Regions from separate parts of the Danio rerio genome. Here region 2 is linked to region 1. A link is a contact called in public Micro-C data. All regions are on one chromosome and are shown on one strand. The core of a region is the stretch at or near the end of the contact, and the rest is flanking DNA. Distances in the headings are between cores, read along the strand shown.

The links. Hi-C and Micro-C count contacts between places; a contact is called where the count stands out from the background.
Region 2: a Micro-C map of caudal fin shows a contact between it and region 1, with 7 times the contacts expected there. The contact joins the enhancer-like site here to the promoter of mef2aa in region 1. A contact is called at or near these places in 3 of 18 Hi-C or Micro-C datasets (caudal fin, hematopoietic stem cells and an unstated tissue) and 1 of 4 datasets of contacts at active chromatin or transcription factors (caudal fin).

What each region holds. Positions count from the first base shown.
Region 1 is chr18:24,584,733-24,587,432 of GRCz12tu, forward strand. It overlaps mef2aa (myocyte enhancer factor 2aa), which reads left to right and starts at 1,253. Exons shown (of 10, transcript NM_131301.2): 1 at 1,253-1,420.
Region 2 is chr18:24,735,489-24,738,188 of GRCz12tu, forward strand. All of the region lies in intron 7 of mef2aa (myocyte enhancer factor 2aa), which reads left to right. Among named protein-coding and RNA genes, the nearest start is that of mctp2a, 20 kb to the right of the region's middle. Within about 2 kb of position 1,398, at least 3 of the 62 cell types and tissues checked have an H3K27ac peak or open chromatin away from gene starts, as enhancers often do. A contact at or near this core is called in caudal fin, where this site is marked.

The DNA of each region.
Region 1 (2,700 bases), core at 3-2,502:
ATTTTTCTGCAGATTTTTTAGCCCATCGTTAATTTTGTTTATTTACTAGAGTAAATGATACTCCCAAAATAATTCTTCAGAAATCCGCTTATTTTTACCAAAATTCTCCGCAGAAATAGCAAAAAATGTCCGCAAATTCCGTCTGGCCCTATTCATAATGCAACAATAGAGCTGAAATACATTCTAGTCATTTGAATGCACTAGTAATTAAAGTAAACTGTAAGTTACTGAGACCTTTATTTCAGAATGTTGATACTGAAACAATACTTGATACTTCCACCTGAAACTAAATGTTGAGTAGGAGGTGTGGCTTGTAGCAAACTAATGGTAAGAGGGGTGTGGCCATTAAATTGAAAAGGACTGCCACTCCAAACTTGGAATCAGATGGTCAGACTTTCACTGAAGATTATCAAACAATTTTTGTTTAATGATTTAACTTGCACTGATTCATTGTTCACCTTAAAGGCTAATTTATACTTCTACTTCAATCTGCGTATGGTCCGGTGCAGCCTTCACAAAGTCACATAACCCTCGCTGTGGCCGACGCTGAAGCACACCTCTCAAAAAATGTAACTACACGTTGCAATGACTCTTAGCACAAGCTCTGTGATTGGTCGTTTTGGTAGCAATGATGAGCGTGGGCAGTGCTGAGAGCCGCAAGACCGATAGAGCTGTTTACAAGTGTGAAGTCCCGTGAAGGTGCTCCAGATGGAAATGTTTGTTTTGTGTTCACCTTATGATTAAAGTTGTTGCACGCTAGTTTGAGCCTCTAAATGAGCAAGTTTTAGCTTCTTCGTTCAGAAAAAAACAAAATACTCCTGAAAAAACTCAACACAGAGGAACATAAAAACTTACTGCCAGTTAACTTTTCGCAGATGTTATTGTAGAGCAACACAAACAGCACAATGAAGTATAAATGCACAGCTACGTGCAGGGCAGGCACCATGGGTCACGCCGATCACCCAACGCAGAAGTAGGCTATAAACCAGCAAAATGACTTACAATGTGCACCGGCAAACAAACATTGTAAATCTTAATTTTACACAGACTGTCAGTAGGGATATTTTAAAACCACTAGGAGGCTTATTTGTGACAACAGAGCAGTTACAAGTAAAACTTAAAAAAAAAACTGGTAATTTCAGATCTTATTAATTGTAACACACAAGTAACAGTGGCCTATATAACATATGTTAAAACGGCTTGCCGTATGAGGTTGACTCCGTCTAGTTATCGTCATTTAGAGGAGGAGCTTATGTTGTGACAAGAGCGACTGCTGCTTCTTCTGAGTTTGTCAGCTCAGCTCCCGAAAATAGAAGCCGTGTGTCAATGTGACTGAAAATACATTTATGTCACAGTGTATCCACGGGAGTCACTGATACACAGTATCTATATACAGCGAGGGGGACCACGGAGAAAAAAGGTGAGTCGCAAAAATAGTAACAATGTTACACAGCAGCGGACTCAGAGAGAGGGAGAGAGAAGAGAGGAGGGAGTCGTGGAGTGAGATTGGATGAGCGCAAATTAAACGCGTTACAATTCGTTTGGGAAGCTTAAACATGTTTGTCATGTGCGTGTCTCAATGGTCGGCAACAAGCTCGAAGTGTTTTGTCCCGAGTCGTGCCTTCAGACTGAAGGACAACACTGTTTATCGTGCTCGTAATTCTCTGTAGAAGAGCTCGTGCGTGGTTCAGTTCACTTTGACACTTGGCAAATGTTGCGCCGAGTCTCTCATCATTGTTTCCCGGGCGTTGTTAAATGTCTTTGGAGGAGCTATTGAAAAAAGACCGATAGCTTATAATGGCGCTAAAGTAAAGAAATTTTGTGTATACTTAACTTTGGAAACCGTTAAGCTTTCACTCAGGGATATTCAGGATTCATTGGCTGAAAGGGTCACCTGCAGAAGTTCACAACTTGAGAATAGAGCTAGTTTACCTTCAGAACTTATGCGATTGAATTTTTGTTGATTCTAATGTTTCATTGTGTTGCTTTTGAACATGTTGACAGTCTGGTTAAAGTAGCACGTTGTATATATGTAATTCATTCTAACTTTGATTTTTGGACAGCACAGTTGTTTAAAGCACCAAAACTAGTTCTGACAACTAGAAGTGGTAGCGCAATTTTCGTAGACGTCAGAGGATGCAATTTGTGATGAGTAAATGTTTTACATTTTAATACACATTAAACACGCACTGTTTGCAGGGTTGAAATGTAGGGCATTGCCTCCGTAACTAAAGCACGTCCGATCACTTTATCAATCTATCGTATATCTTTGTCTTTTATCTATTAAAACTAACTTTAAAGTAATTTCGGACATTTTTCTGTCTGATATGGAGATGGTGCTGGTCTGTTAAGAAGTTTTGTTTAGTTGACATAACAGCAATAAGTGTCACATTGGTGAACCGTCTCAGATTTATTGGAGTCACACTATATGTTAGTGAATAAACTGAGACAAGTGTAAATTGATCCCATCAATTATATTATAATAGCTTTTCAATTGTGATTTAATGCTATTTGTGGGGTCACGCGGTTCTGTTACAAACAAGTGAGAGGTCTAGATATTGTGTGGTACATCATTGTGACTCATCTGCAAGGCCATTAAACTACAGCAGTGTTATTCAATTAAAATTTTTAGTTCATTTTAATTTATTTGTAGTATTATTGGATTTGATTTAATTAGCATTAGGGTCATAAAATGCCCAG
Region 2 (2,700 bases), core at 148-2,647, 150 kb after region 1:
ACGGGGCCTTTGATAGCTTTTGGGCTGGAAAAAAGTGATGGCTACACTGATTGTAATTTAATGTAGTTTATAGTTTGTAGCTGTCCTTCAAACCAATTTGTACCACACAATTGTCAGCAAGAAGTGTTTAATAATTTCAAATATAGCTGGTATGTTTTATATATATATATAAATATATATATATATATATATATATATATATATATATATATATATATATATATATATATATATATATATATATATATATATATATATATATATATATATATATATATAGTTAGTTTAAATTTATTAGCCCCCCTTTGAATTTATTTTCTTTAAATATTTCCCAAATTATGGTTAACAGAGCAAGGACATTTTTACAGTTTATTTTGGCTAGAATAAAAGAATAAACACCATTTTAAGGACAAAATTATTAGCCCTTTTAGGCTAATTTTTTCTTTCGATAGTCTACAGAACAAACCATCGTAATACAATAACTTGTCTAATTACCCTAACCTGCCTAGTTAACCTAATTAGCCTAGTTAAGCCTTTGAATGTCACTTTAAGCTGTATAGAAGTGTGTTGAAAAATATATAGTCAAATATTATGTACTGTCATCATGGCAAAGATAAAATAAATCAGTTATTAGAGATAGGTTATTTAAACTATTATGTTTAGAAATATGACGAAAAAGTTTGCTCTCTGTTAAACTGAAAACAGGGAAAACATAAACAGGGAGGCTAATAATTCAGGGGGGCTAATAATTCTGACCTCAACTGTATATATGATTACAATAATGAAAAAGATTAAACTATTTAACATTTTATGTACCACAAATGTTATCTGAAACATTGAAATAGACACTGTACTATTCATTAGTACTTAAATTCTCACTAGTATTCAGCTTCATTTTCTAGCCCTCATTTAGCTAGTGTTTACTTTTTCTCTCTTGTAAATAATCAATTAAAGCAAGTGGTCGACTGTGCCAATGAAACCAAGAAGATTGATGGGGCTATTGGACACACCAGCTCACATATGGATGAGTGTCTGAGGTGAAAGGTTAAGCACATCCTTGCTGCGAGGTCAAGCTCCTCAGTGATTTTAGTTTTTTCTCTAAGGAGTTTAAACTAACAAATAAACAACAACAAAAACATCATTATTCTCCCATACATTTGCTCTTCTTTTGTTTAGCACTGGAAGTCGCCCTACATTTACTTAATTGCAGCATCAAACAAACCCCATGGCCGTGAGGAATGGAAACGTTGTGTATTTAGTGCCAACAAATTTGACTTTTCATTTGAATTTGACTCTGAATTTGAATTTCCAGTTGTACTGCAAGTAACCCGAGGCAGCGTTTGGTTCACGCTTGGGTCTCTGAATTTGAATAAGTTAGTTTTGAAGGCACGTCCTGGTGAGAACGGCCCCACCTGCCTCTTTACTGACAGCATCATATGCTTTTTTTCTGTTGGAAGCAGTCAGAGGAGGAAGAGATGGAGTTGGTGAGTTTTACAGAATGCATTGGGAAGGCTGATAAGCTGTTTGATTTTTAAATCACACTACTTTAACTAGCAGAGCCGCACTCAGAGTCCACTGCTTGAGATGGAGATCGACTAAACCCACCATGAACTGGATGAACTCATCATGAGTGTGTGTGTGTGTGGAAGTCTGCATTGTGTGTGACTCAACACTGCATGTTTCGAGCCTTTTTAAGGAAGTTTAAAAGAATCACAGTATGTATGTGTAAGAGCTAAAGGAAAACTGTTGTGGGTGTTTTCAAGGAAGAACAAAAAGGAGAATGGTGCATCCACAGAAATGCAGTTATTAGTAATTATTTTATATTTCCCCAAGACCTCACCAATAAACCTGGTATTCATTTTAGTTTTGAAGCAACATAAAAGCTTGGAACAATCAAAGCAGAACACACAAATCCACATAAAACATTCTATTGCAGTCTACATTTTTGAGCATTACCCAAAATCTTATGCGCTTTTGCATTTCTTTGGCCTGGGCGGTGATTGCATTTTTTATTTATTTAATTTTTTTATTTCTATGATGATGTCGTTAAAATGGAGCAGAGGCCAAAATTATGTCATAAGTTGAGGAGTTTCACATAAGTCCTAAGTTTCTCTCGATTTACTTAAATTTACTGCAATAGGGTAAATATGTAATACATAATGATTGTAAATGGGTTTGAGTAAAATGCTACTATATTAATTTCATAACTTAAGGTAACTTTTGAAGGTAAACATGTATGTGAATTATGTAAAACGTGATATGTAAACACATAACAATTGTATTGTATTCTCTTTAAATATCTAAACAGATTGGAAAACATGACATATTTTTGTTATTTTATGCAAACAAACACACAAATAACTAAATAACTAACTAACTAAATAAATAAATAAATAAATAAATTTAACAAAATAATACATAAATAAAGCAAGCAGGTTTGGAAGAACTGTCAATAGTATTTTACAGAATAAATCTGAATAAAAAATAACAATTTACTCAACCACACACTATAAGTATCTATAAGTTACTACTACACATGCTCTAAATAACTGAGCATTTTGAAGTGATCTTTCATTTCCATTCCTGTATATTACATGATAAATCAGATTTATTATTTATATTACATATAATCTGTATCTAATAGCAACGTTGTTTTTAAAATGTGTGTCTCTGCGTGTGTCTGTGTATGTGTTTTCACCG